Regions from separate parts of the Mus musculus genome. Here all the other regions are linked to region 1. Evidence: chromatin contacts called from public Hi-C and Micro-C data. All regions are on one chromosome and are shown on one strand. The core of a region is the stretch at or near the end of the contact, and the rest is flanking DNA. Distances in the headings are between cores, read along the strand shown. Region 1 holds the start of Crim1 (cysteine rich transmembrane BMP regulator 1 (chordin like)). Region 2 overlaps Vit (vitrin). Region 3 has its middle 48 kb from the start of Gm32573.

What was found. Hi-C and Micro-C count contacts between places; a contact is called where the count stands out from the background.
Region 2: a contact with region 1 is called in a Hi-C map of uterus, with 2.0 times the contacts expected there. The contact joins the enhancer-like site here to the promoter of Crim1 in region 1. A contact is called at or near these places in 7 of 39 promoter capture datasets (the 3T3-L1 cell line, the HPC-7 cell line, HPC-7-derived erythroid cells and 4 more), 3 of 484 Hi-C or Micro-C datasets (extraembryonic endoderm stem cells, nephron progenitors and uterus), 1 of 115 datasets of contacts at active chromatin or transcription factors (neural tube) and 1 of 9 other capture datasets (pancreatic islet).
Region 3: a contact with region 1 is called in a Micro-C map of embryonic stem cells, with 2.7 times the contacts expected there. The contact joins the enhancer-like site here to the promoter of Crim1 in region 1. A contact is called at or near these places in 1 of 39 promoter capture datasets (hippocampal neurons), 1 of 484 Hi-C or Micro-C datasets (embryonic stem cells) and 1 of 115 datasets of contacts at active chromatin or transcription factors (astrocytes).

Annotation. Positions count from the first base shown.
Region 1 is chr17:78,198,990-78,201,897 of GRCm38.p6, forward strand. It overlaps Crim1 (cysteine rich transmembrane BMP regulator 1 (chordin like)), which reads left to right and starts at 1,259. Exons shown (of 17, transcript NM_015800.3): 1 at 1,259-2,110. The coding sequence starts at 1,780. Gm32282 (predicted gene, 32282) reads right to left here and starts at 1,036. Exons shown (of 2, transcript NR_168063.1): 1 at 605-1,036; 2 at 261-362.
Region 2 is chr17:78,520,332-78,523,084 of GRCm38.p6, forward strand. The region is part of intron 1 of Vit (vitrin); the gene reads left to right. Gm32573 (a long non-coding RNA gene) reads right to left here. Exons shown (of 4, transcript XR_001782251.2): 4 at 2,348-2,753. Among named protein-coding and RNA genes, the nearest start is that of Vit, 14 kb to the left of the region's middle. Within about 2 kb of position 1,415, at least 58 of the 459 cell types and tissues checked have an H3K27ac peak or open chromatin away from gene starts, as enhancers often do. A contact at or near this core is called in neural tube and uterus, where this site is marked.
Region 3 is chr17:78,634,413-78,637,112 of GRCm38.p6, forward strand. No RefSeq gene overlaps it. Among named protein-coding and RNA genes, the nearest start is that of Gm32573, 48 kb to the left of the region's middle. Within about 2 kb of position 1,404, at least 9 of the 459 cell types and tissues checked have an H3K27ac peak or open chromatin away from gene starts, as enhancers often do. A contact at or near this core is called in embryonic stem cells, where this site is marked.

The DNA.
Region 1 (2,908 bases), core at 9-2,508:
ACAGGCAGCCAAGCCCACTTCACACCTGCTCCAACACCAGGCGGGTTTTACATAATGATTCAAATCACTCCCCCCTCCCTCCTTGGGCTGTTTTATTTATACTCCTGTAAGGGGGCACGGAGAAAACATCGACGGGGCCACTGGTTCTCTCCTGATGAGGGATCAGAGCTATCACTGGGAGAATCTCTGAAATCATTGAGGAGAAATCCTCCACATGTGCACAGCTCCTCTCCAGTTGTTTCATGTCTCGCCACAAAGAATATATTACCACCCATCTTCTTTATTAATACATTCGTGATAAATCTTTTAGGAAAGAAAAATGGGAGGAAGAAAAGGGAAACACGCCTCTTTAGCTCGCGAGCCTGAAAAAACAAAACAAAACGGCACAGTCAGGTGGCATGTAAGGATGCCTAGGCTCTTCCAGCCTAGCGTCATGTCAAGACTTGTAATCTAGTGTTGAGCCTTACTCCAGAGAGGATTAAGCTCTGTTACTTTCCAGTCACCCCTCCCATGATACAGCACCTCCACACAGACATACAGAAGGTGGATCATTAAAATTCAAGCTGCAGCCCTCCCCAACATTGTCCCAGCTCAGAATATTTACCTAGACCATTTAAAGCATTCAACCCCACCAGCAGTTTCCCTGGAGATGTCTCCAGGTTTCCAAGACTCCATTACATAATATCTTTTACAAAGTCTATTCCCAGCTCGAGTGGAAGATGGATTCTCGTCCAGTTTGCGGAAATTCCACGCGTTCGCTTCCCTTTCCTGGGGTTCGATCCGGCCAGTGCCCAGCCTAGGCTGCAGCAACAGCTCCGGCTAGGATCCCCGCCACTCTCTGAACTCAAAACTACCACCCGGAGGTGCAGCCGTCCCGCCCCCGGTGCTCCAAAGCTAGCCCTCGTGGCCCGGTGCCGGCGGGGGCTCGCGTCGCTACGACTGTCTCAGATCCCCGGCCGCAGCGCGCTCGCGGGGCCGGGCCCCGAGCCCGGATGATCGGCAGCAGGGCCGACTCGGTGCCGGGCTGCGGAGGAAGGAGAGGGGGAGGAGGAGGAGGCGTGGAGGGAGGAAGGGCCGGGGCAGCCCCGGAGGGAGGCGAGGGGGAGGGGAGGGGGCCGGCCGGCCCGAGGGTGGGGGGGCAGCCAATGAGCAGCGCGCGGCGCGGGGAGGGCGGGGGGGGGAATGAGGTAGGATGGGGGAGGGCGCAGCCGGAGCGGCGGAGGCTCCAGCCATAAACAAGCGCCCGGAGGAGCGGCGCGGGAGAGAGCCGAGCCGGGCACAAGGAACGGACGCCACGGACCTTCTGCTGAGCCACCGCGCCCACTCGGCGGCTCGGGAGGCGGGGACCGGCCCGGAGGCTGCGCTGCCGTCGTCTTTCCCCGGCAATCAGGAGCAGCGCGGAGGACCAGAAGGAGCCACCAGCCCTTCTTCGGAGCGGTGCGCAGCCACCGCCGCCGCCAGAAGTTTGGGTTGAACCGGAGCTGCCGAGAGGAAACTTTTTTTCCTCTTTTCCCCCTCCCGCCCGGGAGGAGAAGGAGGAGGAGGGGAAGCCACCCGCCACCGCTGCCGCTGGCGCCAACGCTCGTGGGCTCCGGGTCGGCGCGGCCCGCAGGGGCGGCGGGGGCCTCGCCCCGCGAGGGGAGGAGCGCCCCGGGGGCCCCTAGTGGGGCACGAGGACCGCGGGCTGCGGGTGCGGCGGCGGCGCGTGTGCCCCGCGCAGGGGAGGGCGCCCGCCCCGCTCCCGGCCCGACTGCGAGGAGGAGGCGGCGGCGCAGGAGGATGTACTTGGTGGCGGGGGGCAGGGGGCTGGCCGGCTGCGGGCACCTCTCGGTCTCGCTGCTGGGGCTGCTGCTGCTGCTGGCGCGCTCAGGCACCCGGGCGCTGGTCTGCCTGCCCTGTGACGAGTCCAAGTGCGAGGAGCCTCGGAGCTGCCCAGGAAGCATCGTGCAGGGCGTCTGCGGCTGCTGCTACATGTGCGCCCGCCAGAGGAACGAGAGCTGCGGTGGAGCCTATGGGCTCCATGGAGCCTGCGACCGGGGGCTGCGCTGTGTCATCCGCCCCCCGCTCAATGGCGACTCCATCACCGAGTACGAAGTGGGCGTCTGCGAAGGTACGGCTGCCCTGCTGCGCGCCCCCTCCCACCTGGCGGGCGCGGAACAAAGTTTGCTTGAGACTTTTCCCAGAGGAGAGAGGGTTCCCGGGGAGGAGGGACGGTCGCTGTCCCCTGGAGGGTGCCCTAGATGCCTGCCCAGGGGCGGGCGAGGTTGGGTTGCGTGGGTGAGCTCCGAACACGCATAGACACACACAGGTGCGGTGATTAGGGCTTACACTGGGTGGCCTTTCTCGCCCCAGGCAGGGGTGCCCTGTGCGGGGGCACACTGCGGAGTCTGGCACGCACAAGTCCCTCGGGGAGTCCGCCCCTGCTGCCCTGCCCGCATAGCGCAGTGTGGCACCGAGGGCGTACGCAGTCCGCGCAGCCGGCTTCTGATAGCGGAGTAGACCTGTGCTCCAGCCTGCACTCCCTATGTGACTCTTACTATTTTTTCTTTGCGCTCTTCCTTCACCTCCTTCTTCCTCCTTCGCGTAATAAATCAGTTTCAGCTCCGGAGTATGTCAGTCCAGGCGAAGTTGCACATGGCGATTACTCATTTATTTGCCTATTGGAAACGGTCAAAGGCTTACTCTTCTGGATGGCTGAAGGGGGTGGGTGGGGGCTGCACCTGGATTAAAAAGTTATGGTTCACTACAAGAGGTTTCCTTTCAAGAGCCAACCTCTGCGTGTTTCTAGAGCTGGTGCTGTTGTCTTTTTGTTTGTTTGACAGCAGATTCTGCTCTGCTCGCTTCACCGTGGCGCATCATGCACCGCTGTGTGTAGATGTACTGAGGGCGGGGGCGTTGATAGTGGCGC
Region 2 (2,753 bases), core at 165-2,664, 320 kb after region 1:
AACAGTCAGATGCCGTCACCGAGTCCTGAGTCGTCCGAGAGCCTGTCATTTTCACATCCCACCACACGACTGTAATATCCTCAAGAATCTTTCTATATTGGGAGTGATATGCCTGATTAAGCATAAAAATGATGCCTGTACATCATTTTAACATTTGTGGGGAAGAGAACTCTGTGAGTTCAGACCCCAGTATGATTCTTTATAATTATGACAACTTTTACTACCCAATGTGTATGCTTTACAGCCTGAAATTTAACTCTTGTCAAGCGAATATTTTAAATGCCTATGATCCATGAGTCAGGTGGAAGGGAAATGGACCCATGCTGTGAGGAGTGGGGACATGAGATGCTGAAGGCGTGAAGGAGTCCAAGTCTGACATTCGAGTTCTAGGATAGTCACATATCCTCTACAACCTTGAGAAATTTGCTAACAGATCTTGAGAAATTTGCTAACATTCTCTTCATCTCCATTCTCTCGTCTGGAAAGCAGATGGACATAGAAGTACTCTTCTGAGTCTATTAACCGTGAGAAGTCCATAAGTCCTAGTGAGTGTGGAGTGTAGCACTTAGTGAGCGTTCCGAAATGACCGTTGTTATTGGGTATACTTAAAACTTCCAGAACTTTCTGCAAAAAAAAAAAAAAAACAGACCCACTATGGCACACCTACACTTACTAGACAGTCAGGGAGGCTGAGGCAGAAGGAACACTTCAGCTCAGAGCTTAGGTAGCTCCTGGGCAGCTTGGTGAGACATTATCTCAATAAAAATAATACAAATAAATGAATAAATAAATAAATTTCACGAAGAGAAATAAAGGAACAAATCTCTCCTGACATAACAAAAATATCAGGAGAGGCATGTGGCTGAAGCAAAAAGCTCTTTTAGGCTAAGAATGCTCTCAGGAGCTCTGGGGCATGAAGCTAGGAGGTTTCCTTTCAAGTTTAGTATCTTGCATCAGAACGACTCTGTTTGTCCCTGGTAATTTCCAGAGTTTAATCCTCCACAGCCCTTAATTCTCTAGCCACAGCCACAGCCACTCCCCCGTGCTCCTCCACACCCTCCATTTTCCACTAGCCTCTTCTCGACCAGACTCAAGAATGTGCCTTGACGCTGCTCTGGGAGAGTCGAAGGCCTGTCATCTGACATTAGCCCATTCTTTACCAAGAGGCAGTCAGGAAAGCCTAGGTCCCACAGACAAGCCCTCCCATTCCTCTCTCCATTGGAAGGGCAGCCCAGAGCTTGACATGATTTTCTGTGCCTCAGAACTGGAGGCTGAACAACAAAGCACAGAGTGTTCACGCCAGTGAAGGCTCTAGGGATTTCCAGTTGAATTGAAACAGATACCCAGCCCTACATCCACAGTAGATAGCCCTTGGCAGTCACTAACCACAGCAGCCCAAGGGGAAACTCACAAAGAGGAGGCAGAGCTAAAGCAGTGTCAAACACATTAGGCAGAGGCATCTCTGATGAGAGAGACCCGTGTTTAACAGCCCCATGAGATTTTTTGAAGCCTTTCTTGGTTTCCAGGGTAACTGGGAGGTGCCCTCCTGCCCCACCTCATCTCAGAGGGCCTTGTTTCCTTCCCCGGATGTTCCTTTCTTGATACCCTTTCCATTACCCAGAATGGATGACTAGCGGGAGGAGTTCTGTAGAGCTCATCACTGCATGCCTGCAAACCAGTGCATGCCCCCACCCCACCCCCACCCCACCCCCACCCCACCGCATGCCTGCAAACCAGTGCATGCCCCACCTCGCCCCCACCCCCCACCACTGGAGGTCTAAGATCTAAACTACCACTTGGGAGATGTAATTGCTATCTGCAATGTCCCTGGAAGTCACTATTGGGGAAGTGTTTGTGGATGCAGTAAGCATTACCATATGGCCGGTTCTTAACGAGGTACAAAATGATGGCCTCAAACACATACCAAGAAGAGCTTTCCTGCTCGGTCCTGCGGAAATGTGAAAAATGCCACATGGATAAGTGGCACGTGCATGTACACGTGTGTGTCATGGCACATACAGGAGCTATTCAGTCCAACTGGTGGCCACGGATGAACACCTCTGCTGTGGGATTTTCTCAGTGAGCAAAAGGGACCCCCTAGGCTGGGGACATGCCTCAGTGGTTAAAAGCTTATGTAACTCCTCCAGAGGACAGAAGTCTAGTTCCCCAGTCCCAGGTCAGACACCTCACAACCCCCTGTAACTCCAGATCCGGGAGGCATCAGAACACATCCCACTTTGAGGCAACTGTCTGCACACACACATAATTTTTTTTTGAAGTACAGTTTCCAAGAAAGGAATGTATTCATAAATAGCTCACACCTTATTCACCTATGTATATGTGAGACTTAAGGGAAATTCCTCGGTGATAAGATCAGCTGATGCAACATTTTCATAAACAACTTGAAAAATAATCACGCACACAAATAAGACTTTGTTGACGCCTTATTTGAAATGCTGGCTTGTTCGTTGTGGAATGTCTTAGCTACTGCCCTCTACCCATGAGGTGCCAAGCAGTACTGCCCCCACCTCGCCAAATTGTAGCAACCAAAGTGTCTTCGGAGCTGTCAAATGTCCGTGCTGGCACAGTACTGTCATAATCGAGAAACCCCACAACACCGTCCTGGCAGCTTCGCTTTCAGGTCGCCCGTCTTCAGGGCTCATTGTGTCCCTCCGCCATGCTTCCTCTCAGAGCCTGGCTACGGGGCTTCATGCCGCCTCTCTACGAAGCCATTGCTTGCTCCGATGCTAACA
Region 3 (2,700 bases), core at 154-2,653, 440 kb after region 1:
AACCCTTTTTGAACAGGGCAAGCCCTTCTTCCCCAGTTGCTATCTCAGGGACCAGTGTGAGTTTACAGAAAAGACCATCTTCCTGTGTCCAAGGAATTTTTTTCAGCTTAAAAGGCGTTTTGAAATAATGTTATTTTCCAGTCAAAGTCTCAAGAAAGTCTCCCACTAGACTACATGGATAAGTAGGAAATATTCTTGAAAAGATGAGTTAAATTGCTTTGGAAAAAGGCATTTATTCAGGCAGTGTCTTTGGGGATTTGAAGTCCAGTGGTAAGCACAGACAAATGAATTTAAAAAATCTTTAATTACTATCATGGGGTTATTTATGCCTTGAATGCATGACTAGCCATTACAAACAGTCTCACAAGAAATAAAACTGCAGTTATGCCCAATAGTGACTCTCATAAACTACGCACTGTGTCAAGGCTGCACACATGAACTTGTCTCTACCATTTGCTGGGAATATCTTATTTGGAATTCACAGACCATTTCCTTTAAGATAGTGGCTCTCAACCTTCCAAATGCTGTGACCATTCCTCATGTTGTTGTAACCCCCCAGCCATAAAATTATTTCCATTGCTTACTTCTAACTGTAATTTTTCGACAGTTATGAATCATAATGTAAATATCTGACAGGTAGGATATCTGATGTGTGACCACCAAAGGGGTCTCGACCCACAGGTTGAGAAGCACTGCTTTAAGGCATGTTGATGCCCAAAGCCACATACTGGGTACATGATAATATGGTTTGGGTATGAACAGTTCCCATCAAGGACTCCTGTGTGTGAGAGATGACTGGATCACAAGGGCTCTGAACTGATCAGTAGGCTAATCCGATGATGGATTTATATTATTGGGAAATGGGCCTAACTGGCGGAAGTAGGTCATGAGGTCTGCCTTGAGAGGATGGAATGTCCCTGCTCCCATGACATCCCTAAACATGCAGGGCTGATAAAACTCTCACACATCCTTTGCGTGTCAGCCCAAATGCCAGCTTCCCTTCAGAGCTTCTTCTCCTTGCTAAGAGAGCCTTCCGTCTTTCTCCTGACCTGCCTATTCTCCACAGACTCTTGTGGTTCTTTCTCTTCAGTGGACACACACATTACCATGGGCACAGAATCCAGGAAGTGAAATATTTGCATTTAAGTTACCTGATAGAGACATCTGATGATGGTACCTGTAGTCACCCAGAGGCCACAGAGAACTGGGTACCTGAAAGGGAGGCTAGGAATGAAATGGGATGGGCAGGCGAGAGAAGAATGACGCCAAGACAGTTTCTCTGATCTTGGCTCAAAGTTTAATTTTCAGCTCTGCATTTATATAGGCCAAACCCACAGTCCCATCCTTTGTTTTGGCTAGATTGAGTTGCAAAGAAAGCTCAGTAGGTGGTCAACTCCTCAAGGTTCCATATGGAAATGCAAATGTGGCAAGGCCAGGGCTGACTCAGGCCAGGCTTGTTTAGCCTATTCAAGGCTGGGGAAGGGCACAGGTACCCTACCCAATGACACACAGAATGAGAGGCAGATATTCCAGAAGAAACAGGTTGGATGAGAGTCTAATTCTACCCTAGTTGCTTTCCTCCATTGTCCTCATGTCCTTCTCAGGTCCCTTACTGCACGGTACTCTCACTGTATTTCTAGGACCTTTGTGGCTCTACCTCAGGGCTACACTGAGGAGTCCTTTCCTTTTGTTTTCATTGCCCTGAGGATGGAAATCCTTTTTTGTGTGGTCAGATTTAACTTTCATTTAATAGACATTACTAAGCACCCATTATATGCCAGGCAATGGGATCAGCATTTAGGGTAAAAAGAGAAATGAGACCTAGTCCTTGTCCCAGGAGTTCACAGGGTCACATGAGGGAAGCTCACACAGACATGCCTTTGCTAATGAGGCAGGAGGCTGGCAAACATGGAGAAAATTGCTGGGCTGGGCTTTATGGAAAGACCCCATTTCATTCAGGTAAAGGAAAAAAAATGGAAAAGGTGTCCAGGGAAGGAGGTGACAGGAGCAAAGAGGGGGCAGAGTGCTAGCCATGAAGCAACAGTGTGAGCTTTGAGGCACAGTGTGAACCGTGAGGATGGAGGGAAAAGTGGGGCCATGATGTGTCAGACTGTGAGGACTAGGGGGTGCCTCTGTTGCACAGAACAGAAACTCAGTTCACAGTGTCTCAAGTGAGAGGTGGGGGAGGCTGAAACTGGGGTAACTCATCATCTCCAAAGCCAGAGACACAGCAGAGCGTCAGAAACAGGAGGAGGGACAGGAGTAAGACAGGAGACAGGTCATCCCTTGTCATACCTTTCTCCACAACATCTGGCAATGGACTCACAGCTCTGCTGAGAGACAACAGGAAAACCTCCATCTACTGAGGGAGCAGCCTCAAGATTCAGGACTCCAACAGGAGCAGCTTTTCCAGCTGCTGCTCATTTTATATAACCGTAACTTTGTAGTTGTACACTTGAGACCGGATCTCACAATTCACGTCTGGCTGAGCTAGAACTTCTATGGAGACCACGCTAGCCTTGAACTCACAGAGATCTGCCTGCCTCTGTCTCCTGGGCGCTGGAACTAAATAAAAGCAAAGCTAACATACTCATTGACCACTGTAATTTAATAAGTCTATTTTATTCAGTTTGAGATGGTCTCACTATGTAGTCCAGGTTGGTCTCAAATGTACGATTCTCCTGCATCGACCTTCCAAAT